Linked DNA regions of Sus scrofa: all the other regions are linked to region 3. Evidence: chromatin contacts called from public HiChIP or PLAC-seq and promoter capture Hi-C data. All regions are on one chromosome and are shown on one strand. The core of a region is the stretch at or near the end of the contact, and the rest is flanking DNA. Distances in the headings are between cores, read along the strand shown.

What was found. Promoter capture Hi-C pulls out the DNA fragments that hold promoters and counts their contacts. HiChIP or PLAC-seq counts read pairs in DNA pulled down with a chosen protein or histone mark.
Region 1: a promoter capture Hi-C map of liver shows a contact between it and region 3, with 2.8 times the contacts expected there. The contact joins the promoter of NPAS2 here to the promoter of RPL31 in region 3. A contact is called at or near these places in 1 of 5 promoter capture datasets (liver), 1 of 47 Hi-C or Micro-C datasets (epiblast stem cells) and 1 of 2 datasets of contacts at active chromatin or transcription factors (skeletal muscle).
Region 2: a promoter capture Hi-C map of liver shows a contact between it and region 3, with 12 times the contacts expected there. The contact joins the promoter of CNOT11 here to the promoter of RPL31 in region 3. A contact is called at or near these places in 3 of 5 promoter capture datasets (fetal liver, fetal skeletal muscle and liver), 17 of 47 Hi-C or Micro-C datasets (blood, brain, embryonic fibroblasts and 10 more) and 2 of 2 datasets of contacts at active chromatin or transcription factors (alveolar macrophages and skeletal muscle).
Region 4: a contact with region 3 is called in an H3K27ac HiChIP or PLAC-seq map of alveolar macrophages. The contact joins the promoter of TBC1D8 here to the promoter of RPL31 in region 3. A contact is called at or near these places in 2 of 5 promoter capture datasets (fetal liver and liver), 4 of 47 Hi-C or Micro-C datasets (alveolar macrophages, liver and skeletal muscle) and 1 of 2 datasets of contacts at active chromatin or transcription factors (alveolar macrophages).

The regions. Positions count from the first base shown.
Region 1 is chr3:53,485,316-53,492,313 of Sscrofa11.1, forward strand. NPAS2 (neuronal PAS domain-containing protein 2) reads right to left here and starts at 5,060. Exons shown (of 21, transcript XM_021087167.1): 1 at 4,999-5,060.
Region 2 is chr3:53,075,928-53,082,914 of Sscrofa11.1, forward strand. It overlaps CNOT11 (CCR4-NOT transcription complex subunit 11), which reads right to left and starts at 5,388. Exons shown (of 7, transcript XM_003124884.6): 1 at 4,796-5,388; 2 at 1,500-1,664. The coding sequence starts at 5,315.
Region 3 is chr3:53,293,507-53,300,368 of Sscrofa11.1, forward strand. RPL31 (60S ribosomal protein L31) reads right to left here and starts at 1,881. Exons shown (of 5, transcript XM_005662362.3): 1 at 1,776-1,881; 2 at 1,284-1,390. The coding sequence starts at 1,390. It overlaps NPAS2 (neuronal PAS domain-containing protein 2), which reads right to left. Exons shown (of 21, transcript XM_021087167.1): 21 at 5,299-6,709. The coding sequence ends at 6,542.
Region 4 is chr3:53,147,191-53,154,245 of Sscrofa11.1, forward strand. It overlaps TBC1D8 (TBC1 domain family member 8), which reads left to right and starts at 1,869. Exons shown (of 20, transcript XM_021087166.1): 1 at 1,869-2,224. The coding sequence starts at 2,098.

The DNA.
Region 1 (6,998 bases), core at 3,810-6,309, 190 kb after region 3:
ATTTTAATGCAAAGAAAAAGGACTGAAAGGAAATACACCTCAAGATTAGGGATAAGCTTCATCTTCCACAGTCTTTTCTATATTGGCCCCAAAGCGAGTATGTTTTTATAACAGTAAAAGAATAACTTTTACAATGTTCTCTGGTTCTCAATACTTTGATTTTCAAGGGGCACAGATATAACCTCATGAAATTGTGCAGTGCCAGTTTTGTTTAGAACAGGCTGGATTGCTCCCGCAGTTCTGCTCTGTCACCTGCCTTCCTTGAGGAGGGCTTGTGTTCACTGGAAGCCGGGATGATTTTCAGCGACCTGGGACATAATGCTCCACGGCCTTCAGCAGAGCAACAAAGTCCACCAAGTCCAGACCCTGCTGCCCACCTCCTACCCTCTGGCACCACTGCCTCTGCTCAGATGCCCCCTGTCCCCCCTCCCCCCACACATCACCCCCGCCCCAGCTTTGGCTCCAATCACTTGCCCTTCCCTCGCAGGGTCACAGGGCTGTTGCCATCTCTTGAACTTGGTTTTCAAGGTTTATTTTGGCAGCGGGGCAACGAGTAGGAGCGGTAACAGAGAAATCTCCTTTGCAAATCATAAGTGACACTCTAAAACGTACATATTAGAGAAATGTGGGCTGAAGCACTTCGAGGGCCACCCAGATTGGTCCTCCTAAAAGCAGGATAAAGGAGACCAATGCCTCAGACTAGCCGTCTTTCCCAGATGGCAGGAGAGGAAGCAATCATCTCAGAACATGAAGTATAGAACGGCCGGGGTGGGAGCCAGGGGGTGAATTCCGGCTCAGCAACGCCTTCAGGTAACTCACGCTTAAGTGCAGAGGACTGATAGATGGCCCTGCCCCTTAAAAGTGCCCAGCCAGGGATGCATCAATGCCCTTCCCTCTGAAACCGATTTGCAGGGCGTGCCTGATTGCAACAATCACCAGTTGGTCTTGATCGACAGAACCTACAGGGTCTGTACCACGAACGGCCTCAGTAAATATTTTGCTGGAAGGGCATGGATCACCGGGGCTCACCAGAAGCCAGGGCGCTGCAGGAGAAGCGTGGAGACCTGGTGCTTCCGATAATTCCATTTTGCTGCTGATTAACTTGCACAGCTGCCCGCCCTTTAGTCCCAGGCTGGGTTCTCCAAGGCCAGCCTTGGGTTTGTTGATTAACCAAATTGAATGTCTAATTGGTGATCAACATGCCAAAATACTTTTAGGAACCTCTTCTTCCTCCTCGCCTACCAGCCCCCTCTCTCCCATCAACAGTCATAAAAGCCATTCCTTTTGGTGGGCCTGACACAATGCCTTCCCTGGTCATCCTACCAACTTGGGGAGGTAAAGCATGATTTCTACCATTTTTCCAACCAGGACACTGAGACTCAGTGAGGTTAAAAAGATGCTCCAAGTCATACAGTCGCTGAGCAAGGAGGCTACCCCAAGTCTGTCTCCACGTTACTTCCTGCCATGTCACAAAGGTTTCCATTCAAAGAACACCAGAAGTCAAGGTCAGCAACGTGGGAGCCCTACCAGAAAACCCCCTTTCTTGGGTCCCTCTCTGGCCCCCTCGCTGAAGAGAGGTGTCTTAGGGCTTCATTTCGGTCTAGAACCTCCCCGCTCCATCCTGTCAGCTCCTCGAGGGCAGAAAGGACTCATGTTCTTTCTTTGTCTATCACGTGGGCCTACTATGCAGTAGATGCTAGGTAAATACAGGCTGACTTAAGAATATTCCAGAACCTCACTTGCGTAGCACAGCATGCAGAGCCTCTGGGAGCTGGTAAGACATGCCCCCGACCCAGACCTGCCCAGAGAGCACCTGCACTTCGCAAGGGCCCCAGTCAATGCCACGCACTGTAAAGTTTGAGACCAAACATTCTGCACCCTCCACCTTTTTCAAACAGTTATTTTTTTATACCAATTTAAAAGATAAACTCTCTTCTATTCCAAACCATCAAATGGAAACCACACATTGTCTTATGACCCATGGAAGCTCAAGTGATCTCTGGGGGAACTTGACCTAGAAATTACTTTCCTTAAAATGCCAAGTGGTCCCCAGTTTCAAAGAATTCAGTGAGAACACCAGTGCCTGAGACGAAGACTGCTTTTCAAAAATTTCCCTTTAAAACATAGGTTCACATGTACTAAGTGTTATTTAGTGCTCTAAGGTGCTATTAATCATCATCAGATTTAAACTAGAATTACTCAAAGTACCGCATTAGCATTCAGCTATGTCTGACCTCTGGATAACCATCATTGACGAGTCAGCTCATTTCCTACACCTACCTATGCAGCATCTATGATGAACAAGGCCTCAAAGGGAGGAGATGTCGTGGGGACTCAGTGTCACAGTCCCTGACTATGCCTATGCCACAAACTTAATGAAAATCAGGAACATGCTAATCCAACATTCCTGTAAGCAAATAATGCATCGAGTATCATTCCAATATTTAAATGCAAAACTCATTCAGATGCTTCTTTAATGCAGCCAATTAGACCACTGGCATAAGAACACCAAGAACACTGCGGTACTGGGTTATTTTCAACACCTCACAGTCTGACTCCTCTTGGGAAAAAGATGCTGCCGTCTGCATGGGGTCAGCATGGGACAGTCAGGGTCCGGATCACAATGGAAAAACCGACTTTTCATGGAAAGAACAAAATACATACTTGTTTGAAAAATTAAAGAAAAGGACTTAGCCCTTTAGATGCTTAAGGCTCAAAAGCCAGACTTATGAAAAATTACCATATAAAACTGGTGAGAGAAAAAAAACATATGAATGCATTATGGTTTGAATCTAAAAAAAAATTATTAATTTTGACTTTGTAACCCAAAAACAAGTAGCGGTGCTGAGAGCCAGCTATAAAGATTATTGAGAGTTAAGAAAGATGGTTCCAAAAAAAATAAAAGATGAATTCGACTGCCTAACCACGAGGTGGGTTATTTATAACTATCTTTATTATTTTATCATTTTCATTAATAATTTATTAATTAGCCAGAAACAGTAAAAAGGGCCTAAACTCTTACAAGAACCAAACGGACTTAAAAACAATTGTAATTGTTTTCTAGAGAAAGATGACTTCTTTCGTTGCCATCTAAACACTTTCTTCTCATATCAGGGTATTTTTTTTCATCACAGCAATCAGTGAAGCCTCACTTGGCTCGTTTCTTGGCATACCTAACTCTTTGGGGGGGATGTTTTATTAATAACATATTTCCTCCAGAATATATTCCTTTCTCTGGCCTTCGCAAGAGTCATTCTGGGGAGCAGTGAGAATAAAACCAACTCTATACCTGCCACAGTGGGACAGATCAGCAAATAAATAGAGGCATCGATTTCCAAGAAGAAAATGGCTAAAAGCAGCATATTTACAATTCTTCTAAGCCACACTCCACCTCTCTCTGTGAGATGGAAGACAATTATTGAAAGCTTTTACAGCGCACACTTTATTTTTAACTAAATCTTTAGGTAGACTGCTGAGAGATGCCAATACCTCTACCCGTCCTGTTTAGCTGCACCATCAAACAGATTTTTTGCTTTTGCAAAACACTGGCCCAAGCCTGAACAGCTCTTTTAAACATCATATTTATAGGGGAGTTATTTTAAAATGCTTTTGGAGGTTATTTTCGGCAAACATTTCCTTTAAGAACTCTTAAGGGCAGCAAGAGCTGCTACGTGCCCTTGAGTTTTGAACTGACACCTCCTAAGGTGGAGCAATTAAAACTTGCTGTGTTTTAATGCAAGCCATAATGAGTCGGTCAATTCACCGACCCGGGATTGAGTTGGATAGTGTTTGATAGACAGAGATATGGACAGAACTGAACCTTGCCAGGAACTACTTTTTGAGCTAATTATCTGGAACGTGCAAACGGGGAAAACCCTCCTATTAAGGAAAAGAAGAAATGAGTCCTAAATGATCTAGAATGATCAGCTCCCCTCTGCTAATTAATTTAATAACTACTCAATATTTAACCGGAAAGAAACAGGCCGATCAATTTGATGAATCAAAGGATCAGGTGCTAAAGACCAAACCCGCCGAGCTCTTCCCTCTTGGACCCCTCCTGAACACCTGTTGAGCTCTGGGGTTTTTAACTTTCCGAACTAAAGCCTCGCAGATACAACCCTGTTATCCTTTAGACTTTCTGGAAGTGCGTGTGTATTTTTAAGGTTTCCATCTTGCTTAATCAACAAAACTGGTTACTAATTATTTATGAATCACAGGGCCGAAAACAAACTTTCTTACCTTGAGCAGTTAAGGAGTGGCAAGCAGAGGAGCGGGTTGGTTTTTAATTTGGTCCCTACCCCCCACCCCAGTTCCGCACCCTGCACGGCTCCATGGAAAGGTCAAAGGTAAGCCTCCCTCTTCGGCTCTGGGAGAGGAGGGGGGCACACCTCCCAACAAAACAACACGCTGGCATCCAACCTGGGGAGCTCAGAATGGCAGGCCGACGCAAGGGGCCGGGCTACGCGCTCTCCAGGCGTCCAGGGGGCCGGCTCAGCACCCCTTCCGGCCCAAACCAATTCCGATCTAGGGACCGAGAGAGACCTCGGCCCTGCAGCACGCACGCCGCACTCTCCCGGGGTCCTGGCACCCCCATGCTCCGTGGGGCGCGCGATGGGCTCAGGGAGGCCAATGGACGACCTTCGAGGCTGCTATCTGGGCACGGCCTCCACCCACCCCGACGGTACTCAATGAGCACCCCAAATCCTGAGGCTCAGGGTGTCTTGTCCTCTGCCTCCTACGGCGAGACGCACACGGAACCCACCAGTCCAGCTGCCGCTGCGGTCCCGCAAGACGCGACGTCCCGGCTGCGGGGACCGGGGACTGGGGGTGGGGCCCCACCTCCTCTCGCCGCCGACCCCCGCGCGGCGCAGCCCGGGGCCGAGCGTCCCCCGGGGGGCCCCGCGCGCCCACCGCGCCAGCGAGCAGGTGACCGAGTCCCGAGACCCAGTGCGCACGCCCTCCCACCCGGGCCCCCGCGTCCCCCGGTGCGGCCCTTACCTCGGAGCGGGCCGGGGCGGCCCCGCGGGGCCGGGCGCGGACTGGGCCGGGGAGACGCGCCTCCCGCCACCGCCGCTGGGAGCCGAGGCGGCGAGCGGGCGCGGCGAGCTCCTCCCGGGCGGCGGCGGGAGGCGCTGCTCTGGCTGCCGCCGCCGCCGCCGCCGCGGCTGCGGTTCTCGAAGCTACGCGGCCGCCACTCCCGGGCCGCCGCCGCCGCCGCCGGTCCCTTGGCTCCTGCGGGAGGCCGGCTGCTCGCGCGGCAAACTCTTCCGCACGCAGAGCCGGCGGGGACAGCCGCCGCCGCCTCTTCCTCCTCCCCCTCCCTCCTCCCGCCTCCTCTCGGTACTCCTCCTCCTCCTCCCGGTCCTCCTCCTCCTTCCCTGAGCTCCGGCTGCCGCCGCCGGCCGGGTGTCTCCTGGCCGCACGCCGGGCCCTGGCCGCGATCCACCCTTGGACACGCACCCTGCGCGCCCTACGGGCAGATGGACCCTCGGACCCCTGCTTCCCTGGGCGGCACAGACACCCGTGCCCCGAGGCCGCCGCCGCTTCTGCCCGCTGCCAGGGAACGCGCGGCCGGGTCCGGCTGGGGGCACAGGGTCGGGACTCGGCTCAGGGCGGGGGCTGGTGTGTGCCTAGAGCGCAGCTGGCCCGAGGAGAGACCAGCGGATGCCGAGCTGCCGGCTGAGGTCCGGTTAAAGTTGTCAATAGGGGTGGCAGGGAACCTTCCTCCCCGGCCAGGTGCCGACCCACGCCCAGCCCGCTGCCACCCCTCGGTCCCGTGCTTTGGGAGCGAATACGCCACTGTGGTCCCCTGCCGCCGTCCTCGCGGGGCAGGCCTGCGCACGGAGCCGGAGCCATGGCACCGGGCGCGTCTTTGCAGACGGACCGCTGCGCTTTTCCTACGAGCCCCAGCGGGGGTCGGGGAGACATGGGCGAGCGCCCTTTGCGGAGGACCTCCGCGCCTGCTGGGGAGGAATGATCGGTGTTTCTTCCAAGGCGAACGTAGCCGGTCCGGAAAAATGGGTCAAGGATGGAAAGAAGCCGGCCCATTGCCCCCCTCCTAGGCAGAGGCACGTGGGCTGGGGGGCCATGGCCAGGAGCGCGCACCCGGAGCTCCGCGCTGCTGCTCCTTCCCCTCCCCTGCTGCCCTCCTCTCCTTTTGCACCAGTGCAGGAAATGTTCCACTGACCTACATATTTTTCCAAACATACGTGACCTTTTTTTTTTTCCCTCTGTGGGAGGAGACAGGCGAGAATCCAAGAAAAGGAGAAGCCAAAGCTGCGCGCGAGGAAACAGGGAGGCTTTCAGTGAGGCTCCCGCAAACAGCGAACACAGACAGGCCCATAAATATTATCTCTGGGAGCCAGGAGCTGCTGTGCCCGAGCTCAGCGGGGCTCCAAAGCAGAGCCTGGTGGAAAAGGGAGACCGCGCCCCCCGCCGAGGCCCGGAGAGATCTCTAAGACTCGAAGACCCCACTCCGTTCCCTTCCGGCGGGGCGGCGGCGTTCCTCAAGTGGAGGCGCCTCCGGAGACATCCCCTACCTCCAGGGGAGGTCACCCTCTAGGTCACCTAGAGGTACAACCAGGAACCTTTTTAGGATGTCCCTGGGTCCTTCCCACATTCCGACCAGTAGCCCTGGAGAGGAAAGCTCCCCACTCATTCTTTTCCATCAGATTAGGTTTTCTAGACTAGAAATCTCCTAAGGCCTCTCTTCTGAACGCTGGCAGCAGACTGGAATCGCCCCCCACTAGGTTCCAGGGTCCTTGCTTTATCTACTCCCCACTCAAGTTCAAGGCAAACCCTCTCCCGGGGAGACCGACCCACAGCGCCTTATTTGGGCATGCAACCCAGCACTGTCAATTAGATCAAAAAAGCTCACCCAGAGCTCCTTTTTCCCCCCTGTAAAGTAGGTCATTCTCTTTATTTCCCACTTGTATTATTTTTGTCTAATTCGCCTGCTGAAAAATAATCAGCTGCAGGAGCTTTGAGCATCCTAAGAG
Region 2 (6,987 bases), core at 4,138-6,637, 210 kb before region 3:
TGGTTAAGGAAACAGTTGCTTTATGTCTGTAAATAGACTGCATCTGGCATTGTGGCTAATAAGCACTTTTACACAAACCATGAGACCCATGCAACCTTCAATCTTAAAAGTCTGAAAAAGATTTCTCTTGGTCACAGAAAATTGTTATATTATTAGTATCTAGGAGTTCCCACTGTGACACAGGGGTAAAGAATATGACTTCGGCAGCTTGGAGGTGCTGGGAGCAAGGGTTCGAACTCTGGCAGGGTAACTTCCATGTGTTGTGGATGTGGCCATTAAAAAAAAAAAAAAACTAGTAGTTTAAAAATGAGGTTTAGAATACTCCAAGGAGGAGTTCCCATTGTAGCTCAGCAGAAATGAACCCAAATAGTATCCATGAGAATTTGGTTTCAATTCGGGCCTTGCTCAGTGGGTTAAGGATCTGGGGTTGCCATAAGCTTTGGTGTGGACTGCAGACATGGCTCAGATTTGGCACTGCTGTGGTGTAGGCTGGCAGCTGCAGCTCCGACATGACCTCTGATCTGGGAACTTCCATATTCCATGGATGCAACCCTGAAGGAAAAAAGAGAATACTCCAAGGAAAAGTTTATTGAAAGATGTCACCTTATATAAAATGCCAAATGTCACAGGTGCATGAAGTCCAAGAAGGAGGGTGTGCTGTCAAAACTAACCCTGAAGCTCATGTATTCACAAGGTCATGGGTTCATGGATCTGGCTAAAGATCAGAATTTCCCCATTGAAGCACTCTTAGGCGATGAGACCCTTGCATCTCAACTTTTGCTTAAGGCGCCACAACAAGAACTCTGGTCCCGTTACTTTCCATCACATCACAAGTGGGCTTCAAGAACACCTCTATATTTGCTTGTATATGTAACACAGAAGGTGCCAAAATGTTTAAACAAAGGAACAAAGTGGAGATCTCACACACTGATTTCAAAAAAGCTACCGTATGGCTTGTTGGATTGGTGTCTAGCTCCCTAAATAAAACCTTTTTTACATGTAAGAAAAAAAAAAAAGACCTACCCTGCCTGAAAATGTGGTACTAGAATAAAGACAAACTGACATAGAAAAGAGAGCCCAGAAATAAACCCTCCCATATATATTCAAATGATTTTCAACAAAGGAGCCAAGAAAGCACTGTTTACTATTCAGGGTCCCTTGAGGTTCCATATGAATTTTCTATTTCTGCAAAACACACCGTTGGGATTTTGATAGAAACTACACTGAATCTGCAGATTGCTTTGAGTAGAAATGTTATCCAGGAAATTTTAAATAGACCAAGTTTTATTCAGCATTTTTCTTAAATAAGGAAAGCAATCGATTCAAGTGGAAACTGAAAATGATATGTCTATCCCATAACAGCAAGGATCCAGTACCAAATCTATGCTTTTCATGGAAAATACATTTTGGCATAAAGACCTTCATTTTAAGTGGAGCATCGCAAGAAAAAAGGCCTAATGCTACCACACAAGACCACCTGAGGCAGGATCCCTCCTTACCGGCCAAGGCCAGCTGAAGCCCGCTGATGTCCACGGACTGGCCCATATTTCCGACATCCATCAAGGCAATCTGTCGAGGGGTCTTTTTGAAGAGTTCCCTTGGGGGTGCCAGCATCAGCTGGGAAAGAAAAAACTTTTCTGGTGGAGTTATAGGAGGTAAAAAGCCTGTAAACAAAAACGTATAACAATTTCTCTAATAGTTATTTTTTAAAATTATCTTAAATCTGCTCAAATTAGCATTTGCTCCTTGCCACCTCAACTCACCTCTTTATTTTTATTTATTTTTTTTGTCTTTTTGCCTTTTCTAGGGCCGCTCCCGTGGCACATGGAGGTTCCCAGGCTAGGAGTCTAATGGGAGCTGTAGCTGCCGGCCTACGCCAGAGCCACAGCAACTCAGGATCAGAGCTGCGTCTGCATCCTCAACCCACTGAGCAAGGCCAGGGATCGAACCCGCAAACCTCATGGTTCCTAGTCGGATTCGTTAACCACTGAGCCACGACGGGAACTCCAACTCACCTCTTTAAAGACAAAATTTTAATTGAAGATTCATTTCATCAAATTTATTTATGCAAATGTAATTAAATAGGAACGGTTCCAGGACCTGCTGTGAACAGCAAAATCCAAAGGTACTTAGGTCCCTTAAGTAAAGTGGTGTAATATTTGCATAGAACCTGCACGCATCCTCCCTTATACTTTATAAATAATCACTACTCACAATACCTAATACAATGTAAATGATACATAAACAGTTGTAAGTACTATGTAAATACTACATAAGTACAATGGAAATACTATGTAAACAGTCACCAAAATTTAGGGTTTGCTTTCTGGAACTCTCTGGAATTTCTTTTGCCCCTTGAATATTTTCTACCAGGGGCTGACTGAATCCTAGGATGCAGAACCTGAGGATACAGAGGGCAGACTAAATGTCAACTGAAATTCTATGATTTGTGACAATGTCGATGAAACTTAAGGTTTTTATAACTACTAAGAATTTTGTTTTCTAACATTTCTCAATTCCTGCAAAGGTTAAAGCTTGCCTATGCAGGCAAAAACAAATTTTAAAAAGCGACAGTGCTCAGAAATACTTCTCTGCTGCTACTAGCAACTGCATTAAAGCTGGAAAGATGAGGAAGCATCACAAGTTCCAAAGACACTACTCCACACACCTGCTTCTACACACAGCTCGGCTACAATTCCCACAGCGCCAAGCCCAGCGGCCCTCCCTTGCCACAGTCACCTGCTCACCGGGCCTCATCCGTCTGTCCTCCCTCCCTCTCAGGCAGAGGGGTGGCCAGACTATTCACCACCCACAGTCCACACCCCCACTTACCATTTGGTTATATTTCTAGGTACAAATCTGCTCACAATACTTAACCTATTTACAGAGAATTAAACTCAAACGTTGGCACCAGTGTAGGACTTTCGTAATCTGGTCCCAACCCACTTTCCTCATCTCATCTCCTGAACTTCTCTCCATCTGTGAGTTCCACGATTCAGGTGCACAAAATCTTTCAGCTTCCCTGATTCCTATTTCAAAACACCCAATACACCCAACTCCTTAAAAATACCTGAGAGGACCACGTGCTTCTCTCCCCACCATCAATATCCAGCAAAAACATCGCTCCCTCGTAAAGCCTCTCCAGCTGCACAGACACGAGCTCCTGGGCCTTGAGGCCCTGTGGGTGAGACATCTGGTACAGCCTTAACCACATGGGGCTACAGTTATGTCTGGTCTCAACCTGACAGAGTGCAAGGAAGCCATCCTACTTACTTCCAGGTACATTCTCAACCTTGGCTCTGCATCAGAATCATCTGAAAAACTTTCAAAACATATACTCATTAGGTGCTCCCCCTGAGGTGAAATATAATAAGCCTGCAGCAGCAGTCCCCCTGTTGGGTATTTAAGCACCATCCCTACCTAGTAATGATAATAATGGACAACACTTACCGCAGATACCCTTACCCCTCATACTAACTCTACCAGCTAAGAATTATCTGCAATTTACGGATGAGGAAAATGAGGCACAGCAGCAAAATAACCAATCCCATGAATTCCTTCCCTGGCAGATTTGTGTTTACAACACAGTCTACGGCCTAGATCTAGGTTTGGAATCATCACAATTGAGAATGACGGTTACGGTTCCTTGGCTTGACCCCAGACTACAGAATTCAAAGCGCCCAACCCAAATCCCAAACTGTCCCCCATCCATCTTGGGTGGTGGGTTTGACGAATACACACATTAAAACCACTTTCTGGGCATTCTTAAACTCCCTGAAAGTCAGGTTTAGTACCATTCCCCACCCCACCCCACAGACACCTCAAGGAATACAAAGGTTACTCCTCTTAGGTCAAGGGCAGTGCAGGAAACCAACCAGAAGATGCTTAAGATCCAGAGGAGTGGGCAGCGGGAAAAACGACCATCTTAAAATGTGGAAGCCCTCACCTGCAAGGAAATCCTCTGGTATTTACTCAAAACCGGCTGCCTTTACCTCTTGGCTCCCTATATAGCAGCCCCCTACCTAAGGAGTGATCTGCCTGTCTTACCACCGCTGAAGGACCCTACCATCAAGCTGCTTCCCACCTCTCTACCTGCCTCACCCCCTACACTGGTCCTTGACTAAGTCTTCCAGGTACCCTCACCACCATCTCTTCTGGGCCTTTCCCCTCGCCCGGTTTAGGTCTTCTCCCAAATTCAAGTCTCATAAAGCATCTCTGGAGTTTTTTTTTTTTTTTTAAAAAGGCAGCCTCCTATCAAACCCACCGATCTTCACGGAAGTTGACCGAGCATAACTTTCACATCATGTCCAACAGCCTTGGGTTTTCTAACCTAGGCCGTGAATTTGAGACTTTCTCTCCTCCGCCCCCATCGCATTACCCAAAGACCTAACAGCAAGAAGAAGGTGGCTGTGATGTCCTTAAACGCTGTTAAATGTGTTTCCGCTCAACTTCCTCAGGTTCTGAATGACTCCTAATTGACTCGTCTGAGACTAAAAGCCGGGGGCAGATCCAGTGTGTCATTACTTACAACTTCACACACCTCCGACGGGCTTGACGAGAACAAATTTTATCTGAGGCGCTAAACCATCAAGCCCCATATTACGCTGCGTGATTGGACCACCTGCATTGTTGGGAGGGATAATTTTCGGCGCCATGAAGCTGTTACTTCTTCATACTTGGTGGAAGGGGTGGGGGGTAGGGAATCTCAAAAGGCAACAATCAGTTTCAAGTGCGGGTGAAGGCCGAGAAGCTGCCAATCTCACCCTCGGCGACGCACACCTGGCCCCGGGCGTACCTGAGAGCGGCGGCCGGTCGGGTTCCTGGCCGCCGCGGGCGGGCGGCGCGGGGTTGAGCAGATGCGCGAAGCTGGCGGCGAAGGGGTTGGCGGCGAGCGGTTCGGTGCGGTACATCTCCCAGAGCAAATAGAGCGCCGTGAGGCGCTGCGCCGCGCTGGGCAGCAGGTCTGGCTGCTGCAGCAGCATGACCAGCACCGAGCCCAGGCGGAAGTGGTCGGCCTTGCTGAAGTAGTGGTGGAATGCGGTAGACAGGCCCTCGAAGGTGCTGCCGCCGCCCGCCTCCTCCGAGATAATGCTCAGCAGGCTCGAGAGTTCCTTCGGGGTCAGGCTCATCCTGCCCGCAGGGCCCCCCGGGCCTCCACTCCCCGGCCCGGGGACGCCCGCTCCGCCTCTGCCGCTGCCGGAGCCGGAGACCCCCGGGCCGCACCTGGACGCCGACCCCGCCCCTTCCCGGGTCCCTCTTTGCTCTGCGGCGGTGAAAAGCCGGCCAGACGCCGCGCTCGCCCCGCCGCCGGGCATCAACCTCACCCGCCCGCCCTGCTCCCCGGCCAGAGTGGCCCTGGCGCCGGCTCGCTCCGTCCCTGCGGCCGTAAAGCGCGCTGTTGCACGACAGCGTCGCAAACAAAACACACCGAGAAACCAGCCGGCCGCGGAAAGGGCAGCGCGGAGCCAGAGCGAGGCTGCTGGTGCCGGGCCAGGGAGAAGATCCCCAGACGCTGGGTGGGCGGGGCAAAGCGCCGGAAATGGGGGCGGGGCCTGAGGGAGGGGCCCGGCCGGGTCTCGCGCTGTGGGAGTCAAGCGGTGCCATAGCCCCCCCGCTGCGGCATAGTCTGCCTGTCCTCCTTCAAGAGTTCAGCCCCCAGGACCCCCCTGGGCAGTGCGGGAACGAACGGTCTCAATAAAGGACGGTGTTATTTGTTTGGAAAAATGCATGTTAGAATATGAAATCTTTTTTAATATAACACACATGGATGGTCATGCTAAAACTTTAAGTGCAGATAAGGATAACATGTTTCTCATAAGCAAAGTTAATTTTTAGACTTACACTCCTTTTTAAAGAAATGGAATCATACTGCACATGTACATGGCTATTTTAACAAGATCTCTGGAAACTTAACAATAAACATTTATATACAAAATTGTTGTGCAACTTTTTCTTTGGCTGCGCTGTGGCAAACAAAAATTCCCAAGCCAGGAACCAAACCTACTCCACGCCTGATCCTTAACCCACTGCACCGCGAGGGAACTCCTGCTTTGCAACTTCTTACCTAGTCTGCCCTAGGTCGCTCATTCTGGGCCTTAGCTGTGCACTGGAAGTTTCCAGGAATCCTTTACAAATCCTGGCCCTAATGGCCAGGTATGAACAAACAAAAAGCAAAAACAGAGGTCCTGTCCTGGCTCAGGGGAAACGAATCTGACTAGCATCCATTAGGATGCTGGTTCAATCCCTGGCCTCGATCCTTAATCCCTGGGTTAAGGATCCAGGGTTGCCGTGAGCTGTGGTGTAGGTCACAAATGTGGCTCGGATCTGATGTTGCTGTGGCCGTGGCATAGGCCAGCAGCTACAGCTCGGATTCGACCCCTAGCCTGGGAACCTACATACGCCACAGGTGCAGCCCTAGTAAAATTTTTAAAAAGCAAAAACATCTGCCCAGGTGACTAGTGTGCACTCCAGGCTGGGACCCACCAAGTGGCTGGTCCCAGACTTGCAAGGTTCCTCCCTAGACCTACAAAACCCTACAAGGATTTCAACTAGCAATTCCCACCAGGCCAGTTGCAGAAATCCAGTCTATGCTGAAAAAAATGATAGCAGCTCAGTGTTGTGGCGCAGCGGAAACAAATTCTACTAGGAACCATGAGGTTGCGTATTCCATCCCTGGCTTCCCTCAGGGGTTAAGGATCCAGTGTTTCTGTGAGCTGTGGTGTAGGTCACAGACGAAGTTCAGCTCCCACGTTGCTGTGGCTGTGGCTGTGGCTGTGGTGTAGGCCAGCAGCTGCAGCTCTGATTTGACCCCTTGCCTGGGAACCTCCATATGCCGCGGGTGTGGCCCTAAAAAGACAAAAAAAAAAAAAGTTACCTAGTTGAGCGCCACCTTAATTTGAAAGTAAAATTGAATAAAGAGAAATTGCTAGGCCATCAAAATGCATATTCCAAAGACTTCTTCAATTTACTGTTAGATCTCCCCCTGGA
Region 3 (6,862 bases), core at 631-3,130:
CCTAACTTCCCCACCAAGGAAACTCGGAAGGCAGGATCTTTGGTTCCCTTGTGAATCCGCAGAGCCCCAGACACAGTTAAGTGCTTAACATGCCCCCCAGTGAACACATTCGTGCCCCAATAACGGGGTGGGAGGAGAGAATGTGGTTACAAGCTGCAGTAATGCACAAAAAGGGCACCGTTGACCCAGAAACCCCCAGAGACCTCAGGCTTCACACATGGCCAACGCTTGGCTGGAAACGCCAGGGCTAAGAGACAGTGCCACACATTTAAATCCCTTTCGAAAATCAGTTGTCCTGAGATGAGAATGCCCAGACAAGTTGCTCCCCAGACTGGTGCCTGAGTATTTTGCAGCACCACCCTGGCTCTTAAAAACACTCCAAATAACAGCACTCGATGGATTTGGTCTGTTATTACTAGTCAGCACCGTGTGCATAAAAGGGGGAACACGCACAAAGCTCAAGAACTAAAAACGAATCCGACTAGCATCCATGAAGAGGCAGGTTCGATCCCTGGGCCCGCTCAGTGGGTTAAGGATCCAGCGTTGCCAAGAGCTGTGCTGTAGGTTGCAGGCCAGGCTCGGATCCTGCGTTGCTGTGGCTGTGGTATAGGCTGGTGGCTACAGCTCTGATTGGACCCCTAGCCTGGGAACTTCCACATGCCGGGTGCGGCCCTAAAAAGACAAAATAAAAATAAACAAAGAACTATAAAAACCACACCCCAGGGAGGAAAATCAAGAACTACGACATTCACAGTCATTCCCAACGTCCTTGTATATCACATATGCAGCCAGCGTCTTCTCCACAAACCACTGCCCGCTAACTTCAGAACACTTTCTTCTCTGGCCTCTCCAGAACTTCCACATCCAGCACCACAACTGGACCAATATTACTTAGTACTTAGCTGTGTGGGTGGGAGAACTAAAATTACCCCATTGCAATGTTCGGACTCTGGGCCGGACCTGGCGTTTTTAGTTACCTGGTTGACTTTACTGGACTCTGGAGACAGTGAAAAGGTCTACTCATCCTCACACACACGTCTCACCCCTAGACCTGCCGGGTTTAATTCGATCAACACAGCAAGAAGTAGCATCGATTTACCACCGCATCTCCCCAAGTAGGCTTCCCAGAACCCTTATTTAGGCGTTAACCTCCATTTCGCTTTAAACCCTACAAACAGCCTTCGATAAGGTCTATGCAGTAAAGACTTGGGCTCTTGAAGAAACGGTTCATTTCTAGACCCCGCGCGGTCAGAAGACACTGGCCGAACGCAGGCATTACTCACACGCCATGGATGCGCTTGTGAATGTTGATCGTGTACTCCCTGGTTACCACCTCGTTGATGGCGGACCGGCCCTTCTTCTTCTCGCCACCCTTCTTTGCGGGAGCCATCTAGACCCAGGCGACAAGGAGGCTCAGAGTGAGTGGGACAAACCCAAGCCAAGTCCTTCCTCCCGGCCTGGCCTCGGGACGCTTCCAGGGGCAGAGAGTCCGGCCAGGTCCCTGAAGGCCCACGTCTGGGAAAAGCCCGGCGGGCCACGGCACGTCTGCGCCCTTAGACGCCCCCGCCCCCGGAACCCCCTGCAGCCCCGGCTCTCCTAAGCCGGCCACTCTCCCTCACAGGCTCCGGGAGCCCTTAAACGCAACGCAGACTCCCGTGCCCCTGGAACGCGGAGGCCCAGGTCGGCTCAGGAGAGAGCCCCCTGTTTCATTCGACACAATCCCAGGCGAGGATGGCGCCGGATTCCTCAAGCTGGGAGCCAGCACCCATACTCACTTTCCCCGGCCCTGGTTGGAAAGGAAGAGCGCAAGGGTTTGTGGGAGAAGGAAAGCGGCGTCGCAAGTACAATTTCCGGGTCACCTGGAAGGGTGGGCGGGGGGAGAGGCTGTGACGTCCACGGCGCGCGCCGCAAGAAATGCAAGCTTGTCTCGAGGGCGGGGCCTGAGCGGGGCCTGAGCGGGCCGCGGCCGCGCGCTCGAACGTCGCCCTCTCTGCGTCGTTTCCTACCGCCGCGTTCCAGCTGCCTGCGCACTAACAAGGGCTTTTAGAGGATGCCGGAACCTAGGCCCCCAGGAGGAGCGGACCGAGGCGAGGCGAGAAGATGCTTTTCTGGTTTTCCCACTCTCTCAGCGATCGGCCAGGCTAGCGTTGCCTGAACCTGTACGCCAGGCTGGTGGCCCTGGAGATGCTCCCGTCGAGCAGGGCGGGCTCGCGAACCGGCGTCCTCGCAGCCCGGTACCCGGGAGCCTCACGCGGAGGCTGCTGTGCAGCCGCGGGCCGTGGGTGAGGGTGGCTGGGCTAGGAGTGAGGAGGAGGCCGAGGAAAGGTTTGCACAATAAGTATTTTTAAATTAAAATTGACAGTTTATAATTGGCTATATGAAATGTCAGTTTTGGAAGCACCGTTAGTAGAGTAGTTGACAAATCACCTTGGAAAGGAGTAAAATACTGTATACGACTTTTACATCGAAGAAATCAGTGTGATTTCATGACCTTAAAGCAGTATTTGTTTTCAGCTCTATCACACGCAAATGGCCCCATAATAGCAATAGCACTTTTCCCCAACACCTGGAAATGAAAAGAGAGAAATCTGACTTTGGAAATGAAAAGTGAGGAATCTGACGCCAGCACGTCTGGTGTGAGTTGACCGCGTAGCCACGTCCCAGATCCCCATGCCAAACCGATGGGTTGACAACTCTGGACCTTAAGTTGGTCAGAAATTGCATTCTTTTGTTGCAGGCAGCGTGGGTATGGTAAGGTCCTTAAACCTAGGGAGGTGTAAAATTTTATTTGCTGAGTTAACTGGAGCCCTCGAAATGTATGTTAAAACTGGACCATTGAGAAGGCGTGAGAATGATCATGGAATAAAATACAAGACAAAGTTAAATCTGTGATATTCACACCTTGCAGCCAGTTCTGATGTAAAGATAATCAATTTTGTTATATTTTGTGGGTCCTTTTTAGAACTCTTAAATCTGTATCAGACTTGAGATTTGAATTAAATTCTTACGAGTGTTTCTATCTGTAATCTCTTTTCATAATTGGGGAAATTTTTTTTTGTAAATTCCTAAATATCGACTCATCTGTTGTTTAGGTAGTATGTGATTAATATGGGAAATGTTGACAGTGTAATGGTTAAAAGAATGCTAATTGATACCTTTTTAAGATCAATAAATTGGACATTACATGACTTACAGTTAGTGGTGATATCTTTCCAGGTACAAAATTCCCTCTGACAAAAATGAATTTACCAGCGTGGAGGATAAAGATTTTCAGTTTGTGTCGATGTGTGGGTCATGGCACCACTGAAAAAAATGGGGACATTGGGAGAGGGCAGTTGGTTTTAAAGGATATTGAGTCATCTACTGAATTAAATTCAGGAACTTTTAAGTGTATAAACATTGGAGTATACATTTTAAGGCATGCATTACTTTAGTGAATATGCTAACAGGTTACCCTGCTTCTCCCATAACTGGACATTGTCTGGTTAGGCAAAAATCCTAAGGAGATTTTCTTGTAGTGTTTCTAATGAGCTTTTATTTTTCCCAAGAAACTAAAGCTTTTCCACAGATACCATAGGCTGGATATTTCAGCTATTGAATCAACCATGTTATGCTAAGAGAAGTGAAGTATACTGTGGTTTGTCTTGGTCATATGCATTGTATAAAGTTCAATGTATGAAGTGCCTTGTATGTGTCCAAAAAAAGCTACATATGGCATTTCTCTAGGGGATCTAAATTAGTTATATCTCTAGGTTATTGATGGCTGACTTTAAAACTGTCAGGCTTCACATCAAGTGAGGAGAGAAACTGAAGCAATTTTGTACCCAGCACCCACATTTTACCAGATAATTTGGCAAGAGTACAAAATGTCATGGCTTAGAACAGTATCATAGTTGACAAGTACACCATGTTGACTATATAAACAAAAATTTCAGATTAATTGAATGGATGTTAATTGCCATTAGAGACAGAAGATACTACATTTTAGCTGAGTTAGTTTAAAATATTCTAAGACTTGGTGTATTCCAGAGTTCACGTTTCAGTCACTTGTTAGCTAAGCCTTTATAGTTTTCCAAATAGAAAGGTTATGGCTTTTCAGGAACCAGGACAGGGTTGCAAAATACTCTTTTAGTTAGCAAAGTTAAATGAAAAATTTAGGGATTAAACTTCTGATGTTCTGTGGGTTTAAAGAAATATTACCCAACAGGAGTTTCTGAGTTTATCCAGACTCTGAACATGTCAGATTTAAGCAGCATTAAATTAAATTAGCGGCACGACCTACTCCACCTTCTGCTAATGGATTCCAGCTAGATAATCCTAGGACACAAATATGCTGTTGCCTTAAAAAAAAAAAAAAAAAAAAAAGTTTGTCCTACTTAGAAGTACAGATTCTGACAGCCAAGGAAAATACAAATTCTTTTATGGAAAAATCAGATGGATAAACCTCTGAACTGACAAAACAGTTCAAAGTACTTAATCCAGTTTCACTCAGACTTTTTGTTTCAAAAAGAGGGTTCATTTCTGGTTCCTTTAAAGATAAATAATCCTAATATGTGTTAGAATATTTAGACTTACCATTATTCAGGAATATGGCACTTGTGTAAATGATAAACTCCTTTTGATGTATTGATATGGCAGCTTCTTATACCATCCATCCCCAGCTGGTCCTGGCTGTAGAACTGGGAGAGCTTTCCCTATTTCACAGCTTGTAGAAAGCACTCTGCAGATCGTTGCCATCTTGAGCCTCAATCACGGTGTGCCAGGGCACCCTCGCAATCACCGTGCTGAAGCTTCCACAAGCAGCTTCTGTGTTGGCAGAAGCTGCTGTAGTATTTCCCCCATTCACCGGACATGTGCACACATCTCCCACACAGACACACAAACCCTGGGCACATCACTGGTACCTCTGTGCTGACAGGCAGAGCCCCTAGAGCTCCAACCCAGGTGAACTTAACAATAGGCTACGCATGCTTTAGTGGATAATGGCTTGATTATCTCCACGGATTACCTGGGTCTCCAAGTGGAGATGTTTCTGGGAACGTTTTCTGTTTTTGTTAGTTTTGCTGTCATTTCTACACCAAACCCTTCTTCCTTTTTTTTTTTTTTTTTTGCCTTTAAAACAAAGATCAGGAAACTTCTAGGCTGTTCCAAAAACCTAAGGCTATTACGTGGCTTGTTGCTTGCTTCCATCTTTTCCGTATCTGTAGCCTTAGAAACATCATAAAATTAAAAAAAGTTTACTGATGAAAAGATGTATGCAGGCATATAGAACAAGGGACAGAAATTGCCTCCAGAGGAAATCGTACAAATTTGTTAATTTATTACAAAAAGTCCATTCACAGAAATACACAAGAAAAACTTTTTATCCTTTTATATTTGGGAAAGGAACTGGTGTCTTAGATACAAAATAATTTACACATAATCCATACAATTTTATTTTATATAGAAATAGGTCATTATTACAACAGCTGTACAATTCACTACACTTCCTCTTATAATTACATAAAATCTTTTCTTTAGAAACCTCTCAACATAACAAAACATACAAAAAAAGCAAAGTGCATTTTGAAAAGGAAACTCCCATCTTCGGTCTTATCAGGAAAGATCCGTAGAAAGATGCAGCATTCTCACTCAAAGGGCCAGCTCAGTGGTGGGGGTCCGGAGGACCTGCCTGCCGCTCCACAGACCTGTCTGGCTTTTGAAACCTCCCCCTTCAGAGTCCTCAATAGAAATTCCAGAACTCAGCTGCGTGATTGTGCTTTGCTTTGAGTCCGCCTTTGTAGTTGCAATCACCCAAGTAAACAGGAAACAGTCCAGTGTTATGTTAGAGGGGAAAAAATCACCAGAATAGTGTGGGGTGCAGAGCCTGATTCCATTAGGGTTGAGGCCACAGGGTGTGGGGCTGCAGCCTGGTGAACAGCCACCAGCTTAGCTGTCTGATTGGTGGGCAGTTTTTGTTACTGGTGTCTCCAAATAAAGTCAGGAGAACTTACTCTTTTCAAAATCGGAAAGTGCCTAAGTTATTTCCGTGTGCAGCTGTGCAAAGTAAAACAGAAACAATCATCTAAAAATAATGAAAAAGCATCTCTTTATTCTCTCCCTTCAACAGATCTCTGACGCAGTGCTTCTCGAATGCAGTGGAAAGAGGATCTGCAGGGTGAGGACCAGTAGCGCGGCGACAGAGGCGCAGGGGGGCTGGTGCGGCGGGGGGAGAAGCGGAGAGATGCGCCTTCGCTAAGGTGAGCGGAGTGATGCGCTCCCGCGGGGGCGCGGGGCCGTCCGGGTATGGCTGTAGAGTGTGGCCGAGAAGCCCAGGGGCAAGGGATACACAGCAGGCGTCCCCGCTCCCTTTCTATGTGCTGGCCACTGCGCCCGGGGATGGTCCCCATCCGGGAGCTCTGAAAGGTAAGCGGGGCGCACGAAAGCCTGGGGGTGTCCTTTAAACTCCTCTCCCCAGCTCCGTGGCCACCCCCACCCCACCCCCACCCCCTTGTCCGTCCATTGGTTAAAGCTGATGTGACCAGACTGAGGTGCCGGGGCACTACCGGGGCGGCTGCTGGAGGCCTGAGGACTCAGCCAGGCTGCTGACCCTTCGGGTTGGGCGCGCGGCGGGGGGTGGCGGGTAGCCCAGGGTCCCTGGCTGTGGCGAGTAGGTGGAGAGAAGGAGCGAGTCCTGCCGCTCGCTGTGCAGAGAGGTTGGCGCCTGCACCTGGAAGGAAAGGAAAGGAAAGGGCTCCAGTGGAGGTTCAACGATTCAGGGTCTCCTCCCCTGAATGGCTGGGGCGGTGATGCAGATGGCGGATCAAAGGACTGTCCTTCCCAGCTACGGTCTCGGGGAGGTCCTGGTGGGGAAGAGCGGACA
Region 4 (7,055 bases), core at 619-3,118, 150 kb before region 3:
AATTTAATACCATACAGTCTATGTTTACTATTTGGCGGATGATCAGAGCTTAATGATGTTTAAAATATGGGTGAGTGTGCATGGGGACTGTTTCACTTCCAAGAACTTGTGTACATTTAGTTATAAGAGCTGACATTTATTGAGTGCTTGCGTGTGTTCTAAGGACTTGAATATCTTATAGGCTGGAGAGCACCTATAAAGGAGCTGCCATGATGATCCCGATTTTACAGCCGACTGGACTGGGGCTCCCTGAGTAACCTATCTTGCCCGAGGTCAAGGTTGTGCAGTGAACCAGTGGCAGGAACGGGGTTTGATCTAGGACAGTCTTTCTCCAGAGGTGTGCCCTCAACCACAAGGGCATATGGGTTGATCTGCTCACCGGACCTGCCGTTCCCACTTGACCCTGTGGCAAACATATTTGTTTTCCCAGCCCCAGTCAAACCACAGCTGCCCTGTGGGGCTTTGTCAATCCCCAGTGCGAGGGAACTGCGCCTTCATTCTGTGCATCCTGCTGTCCCCAGCATGACTCCCATGACACTTTGGGCCTGGTCTCTTGCTTGTGAGTCCTTTAGGACAGGGCCCATGTTCAGTCCCCTTCTCTCGGCAATTCCAGGGCCTGCAGAGAGTGGGGGGAGGGGCAGTTTCCAGCAACCATTTCTGGAAGGAATATTTTTCAGCCACCCCTGCCCACTCTCTGTACCCCTTGGGGCACCCACATCTCCCTGAGAACAGATGACTTCCTTTCTCAGTTGTGCCTCAAGGCTGTAGCTCTGGACCACACATGCCTCTGCCCCCTGGGTGGGCTGTCCTGTTCCTCCTGGGTACAGGATCTTACCTGGCTTCTTACCTGTCAGGTCAGGGCTAGGTTTCTGAGCTGATCCCTCTGATCGTCTGCAAACAAGTTCCTTGGCTTCCATTGAAGAGCTTCTGCTCAGTTCCCGGGAGGCTGGTGGGAGCTTTACTTTGCTTCCACTTTTCAGTTTTGTCCCAATTAATAGTCATGTTTTGTCCGGGGTCCTTTTGTTGAAACCCTACCGTCAGGTGGATGGAGTTTCTTTTTTTCTCTTCCTAGGATGTTGGATTTAATTGAGGAGACTGCTCATGGAGATCCCCAGCCCGTTCAGGCCAGCAGCCAAGTCAGGTCCACCACACTTTGAAGAAATATCTCATTTTTGAAACTCTGCCTCCACAATCCCTATAGTTTTTACTATCATCTCCTCCATACTTCCCAGCTTTTCACGTCTCTGGGAACCAATGTGACTGGTTTCATTCCTGGGTAGGGGATCCTCAGGAGGGGCCCTAAAATCAGCATCTTCTGTGTGCAGGATGGGTGTCCACGTCTAGTGCTGAGTTTGGTCTGACACTCGCCTCAGGGTCCCACAACATCGCTGCCTCTTCGGCAGCTTCGTGGGATCCCTCGTGGGAGCAAAGAAAACGTATGCTCAGCACTTAAAAAAAAAAAAAAAAAAGGCAAATAATTGTTTTTAATTTTGAATGCTATCTGTCGATTATTTATAGAAATATTTCTTGTTATTTTAAATGCTGTGTTATTCCACACACACCTCGGTTTCCTGGCACGCATTCTGTCCCCCCAAAGATAAATTCCCTAGGCTGGAAACCTGGAGCTGCGACAAGATGTCTTTTTCCCCATCACCTCCTCCTCCAGCTCTCCGGGCTGTGACCTCGCAGGGACGGAGGAGGGGAGAGGGGCCTTGGCGCCCTCAGCGAGAGAGGCGGGGAGCCTGGCCGCCGGGACTGGACTTCCTCCCTCCACTCCGGAACTGCGCGGGAGCCGCCGGGATTCGGAAACCGGGCGGCGCCACCGGAGCCGGCGGGGTGGACGCTGGGCGACTGGTGGGCGTGGCCCGGTGCCCGGTGGGCGGTTCCGTGGGCGGGGCCCGGGCGGGCCAGGGGCGGGACCGACGCGCGGGCTGCGCGGGCTGCAAGGGGCGAGCTGCGCCTACAGCGCTCCCGGGACTCCCGAGCGCAGGGCGCCGGTTGGTCGCACTCTCGCCTTGCCGACTCCTCCCGATCGGGCTCGGCCCGGCGACCGGGGCGATGTGAGCCGGGGCCCGCGGGCGCGGCCGGACCGCTGCGATGTGGCTCAAGCCCGAGGAGGTGCTGCTGAAGAACGCCCTGAAGCTCTGGGTGACTCAGAAGAGCAGCTGCTACTTCATCCTCCAGCGGCGCCGCGGGCATGGCGAGGGGGGCGGCCGGCTCACGGGTAAGGGGCGCGCGAAGCTGGCGGGCAGGCAGGCGCAGCGGCCGGGCCCGGACCTCGCTCCCTGCTGGGCCCACGGCCCCAGCTCGGGGCTGCAGCGCAGTTGGGGGTTTCGTTGGAGACGCCGGGCCGGCCCGGCCCTACCTCGGGCTTGTTTTCCTTTCTCCTGCATTTCTCCAGCAAGTCCCGGTCGGGGTGGTGGCAGAAGGGACTTGCGGGCTCGTGCATTTTCCCGGGCGAGGCAGGTGCCTCCGCTGCCTGGCCCGGTGACCGCCCGGAGGCCAGGCTTGGCTCGGGAATCCGAGGAGAGATGCCGGCTGGAGCGAGGGCCGCCCCGGGGGGAGCGGGGCCGCGGGGCCGGGCCAGGTGACAGCGGGTCCGGCCCGCCCTGGCCATCTGGACGTGCCCGAGGCTCCAGGTGGTGTCGCCGCTGGGGACACGGCCAGCCCACGGCGGGGCGCAGCTCGAGAGGCCCTGGCTCCGGGAACCCTCTCACGCCCAGAGGAGAAACCCAAGTGGTGCGAATCCCGAGCTCCTGAACTTAGCAAAACTCGGCAGGTCAGTTTCCTGTCCTCGCCCTACCCTCATCTCTTTCCTTTCTTCCTAGGAGAAAGGATAGGGGGGAAAAAAAAATTCAGGCTCGTAAAATTTATGGAAAACAGCATTTCCTCGCCACTCCCTATAAGTTTTGGTCCAAAACTCTTTGAAAATCAAGGGTTTGGACAGCTTGTGTTAGCAGGGACACCTGTTTTAACAGGCCAGTAGAGGAATACTAGCTTTTTCCAGTAGTATCTTGGGAACCTGTGTGGACTTTTCAAATTTTGGAATCTGAAATAAAACGGACCTTAGATCTTCCCACCACGTGCCTCCTTCTACCAGGAGGAGACCATGGCTAGGGAGAGAGTGGCCAAGGGGCCGAGCTGGGGTTGGTGACTGCTCTCTCCTTATTCTGTGGCCGGCCCTCCAGGAGTAAAGTCTACCGGGAAATGCAGTTAATAAATAAGTCCTGAAAGGACAGAACCAAGTGCGAGGGGAATTTCCCATCCCGCACTATAGACTTTAAGGAGGGCAGATGTCACAGAGCCTCAAGGATTCAGGCAAGAGTTGGCAGGATTTCTGGATGGAAAGGGTGGTGGGGTGACCTGTGGTGGTGGTTATCAGTGGGGACAGGTGTGCGGCAGAGAGCTATTTTAGACTCTGAGTGGGGGAGTTAGTGTAGGAGGCAGGAGGTCCTATGACCTTGGTGCCCCTGAGCCACACAGTGACATTTTAGTGCCCAGGCTCTTGGAACGTGGAGGTTGGGGGAGCCCCGTGGGGCCCGTCAGAGGTGAAGAGGTCAGAGGAAGGGTTTGCCCCTCCAGTCTTTTGAGACTTTGTATCTTAATCTTTGGTGCATTCAGTACCTGGTCTCTGAATGGTCTCCTTTAGTAGAGGATGAGGATGGGCCTTGAAGATTTGTGAAATAGAAAATGTAAGGAACCTTTGCCCAGCAAACATCCGTTGACTTAGTTCACTGTACACTGTTGGTGGAAAGCTCCTGTGTCTGCTTTGGGGAAGAGATCTGGTTACTCATTCAGCAGGAAGAGGGATCCAGACACGGAGGGCAGAGCCCCAGATCTGATGCCTGATCGAGGTTCAGTGCTTTGTGGTACAGTGTGTCTGAGATGAACTCAGAATGATTCTCCCCCTCCTGCTGCATTCCAAAATCAAGCAGGGCTGTGCTGTCGTCTGGCCTGGGCCCTTGGCCTTCCTTGGGTTTACTTTGTGTTTGAAGTGAATATGAAGTTTTCTTTTCTTTCTTGGCCGCCCTGAGGCGTACGGAGTCCCTGGGGGCCAGGGATCAGATCTGAAACTGTGGTGGGCAGGGGATTGAACCTGCATCTCAGTGCTCCAGAGAAACCACACAGATAACATTACGCCACAGTGGGAACTCCCACCTTTCTTATCCTTATTCTTTTTTTTTTTTTTTTTTTTCCCGCTTTTTACAGCTGCACTTGCAGCATATGGAAGTTCCCAGGCTAGGGGTCAAATCGGAGCTGCAGCTGCTAGCCTATACCACAGTGATGCCAGATTCAAGCTGTGTCAGTGACCTGCACCACAGCTCATGGCAACGTTGGATCCTCAACCCACTGAGCAAGGCCAAGGATCAAATCCGAATCCTCATGGATAGTAGCTGGAGCCACAATGGGAACTCCCCAGTTTTCTTATTCTTAAAGGCAATAAGACAGTCCCCAAATGGAGGAAAATGTCCCGCAAAGAGTTACCCGACACTTTGCTTTATTTCCTGGGTACTCAGAACCTCTGATGATGGTGAAAAGATGACATCCCCTTGGCAGCTGGACACTCCACCTTTGGACTTTTAGCTGGGGAACCAATGGCGTGGCTGCATGGATTAGGCAACCCCATTACCACATCCACTGATGGGCTGGTCGTACCCCGGCCGTTACAGATATTGTAAAATCAAAACTGACGTGACACACAGGCCAGCCCCATGTTGGGGACAGTTTTCAGAAGATGTAGAATTCTAAATAGGCCGATTTTTTAACAATGTATTTCAAAGATTTAAAGCTTAGACTGAGTTTATGTAATTAATGGGTGCACATTCTGACCAATGTTAGGCTTTTCTTCGGAAAGAATCAGGAGAGATGGTTTAAGAGGGTGGGAGAGAATGCGATAAAAGGAAGTGTCTTTTATGGTGAGGCTGAGTTTGATATTAAGTAAAAGAAAAGAGTCTTTAACATGAGAGGCCTCCATTGGTGTTTAAAGTAATCTTACCTGTTTAAAACTTGTCCACCTTCAGAAATATAAGGTTTTGTTTCCTTGAGGATTGCAATTCGTTCTCCTACTTACACACACACACACACAACATGCACACACACTCACACACATTCCTTATACACATCTCCAGTTTTATTTTCTCCGTAGCCGTTTCTCCTTTTGTAATATGCAAATACTTTTTTACTTTGTTCATTGTTTCCCTTCCTAAATTGTCCGTTCTCTGAGTACAGGTAATTTACCCTGTGCTGGTGCCTAGCACAGGGTCTGTGCTCTTCAAACATTCATGGGATGAATAGATGGACAAGTACCTGCATGAAGGATGGATCCCACGTTTTTCTTAAAAGTTGGGTGGGCAGGAGTTCCCGTCGTGGCATAGTGGTTAACGAATCCAGCTAGGAACTGTGAGGTTGCGGGTTTGATCCCTGGCCTCGCTCAGTGGGTTAAGGATCCGGCGTTGCCGTGAGCTGTGGTGTAGTTCGAAGACGCGTCTTGGATCTGGCATTGCTGTGGCTCTGATGTAGGCTGGCGGCTACAGCTCCGATTGGACTCCTAGTCTGGGAACCTCGATATGCCGCGGGAGCGGCCCTAGAAAAGACAAAAAGACAAAAAAAAAAAAAGTTGGGTGGGTAAGGTGGCCCAGCTTTCAGTCTGAGGCTGCTCTGGTCACGTGCAACAGGGACATGCCCCCTCTCTCCTTGGCTTGCTGTGTACCTGCAGGCTGATCACTCTGGAAAGCTGGATGGCGTGGGCAGGCATCAGAGACCTCCTCCTTCTATTTTTGTAGCCTCCTCCCATGAGGGGAAAGGAGCATGGCTCCAGCCTCTGAGGTGGCTTCTGTTAGCAGCCCAGGGACCCGCCTAGAGAAGGAGCTCCTGGGCTGGGGTTGGGGCACAGTGGAAGACAGTGACCTCCTCCTCCAGTTAGAACATGACGTGGCTGAACACAGTATTGCAAGATGTTTCCAAAGCTCCCCTGACAGAGCGACTTTGCTGCCCTGGGAGGGAGGTCAAGCTATCCAGTGTTCTCTGGGATACGTCTCTAGCCCGTGGGAATATTTCTTACAAAAGCTGAGTCAGCTCTGGGAGAACGGGGTAGAAGTTAGTCTTTGGGAGGCGACATCACTTCCCCATCCCTGGGGTTCTCCAAAGCACCTAAAACAAAGTAAATACTGACTGTCACCATCCAGGTGTGCCCCTCTGAAGGATTTTATTTATTTTTCAGTGTGTTTATTACACACCTTCCCGTATAATCAGACCGTTCTTTCCCCTAAGAGGCTGGCTGTCTAAAAGCTGTACTTTGCATCAAATATTGATGTTTTCTGCCTTTTGGAGGGGTTCCCTTCAGCCCCTGTTCTTGCCACTGCCTTTGTAGCAGCTCTGGGCAAACCGATTTCCCAACAAGGTCAAGGGAGGAAGTATGGATGGGAGGGGGGAAATAAGGGCTCTGGCGTCAAGATCAGTCTGTTGGTTATGAATCTGGGCTAATTTATTGGTTTCTTTGAGCCTTTGTTATAACTTTGCCTTAAGCCTGGCGCAGAAACTTACTTGAAGAGGATTAGAAACTGTTTTTCACCTAAATTATCCCCAGCTTACATTCCCATCAGCAATGCACTAGGCTTCGATTATTAAGAAAGCTTAGCATGAAAATAAACAGTATGCATCGAGGACTTAGTTGTCCTTGTCACCTAGTAGGTTTGAAAAAAGAAAAGCAAAGTCACATTTAAAAAATTGAAGAACAAGAGGGCTTCTTAGAAGTGTTTTAAAGAAGTTTGCATTCTTGTAAGGGTGTAAGAAACATTTATCTATTAATGCAGAGTTTAATAAGTGTAATTAGTATATTAAATAGTTAAATAACAGTTTGTACCAGCAGAATTTGGGGACGGGTGGTCAGGGGGTGGTGGTCTTTGACCACATTAAATCCTAGTAAATAAAGGGAATGGAGTTGAATGGTTGCCTGTGCCCAGGGTGGGTTGTTTCCTGTCTCTGGAACAGTGTCCCATGATGGGGGGGGGGGGTTTCACCCAGGGATCCTTGTAGGGGTCCCAAGGCTTGCTCAG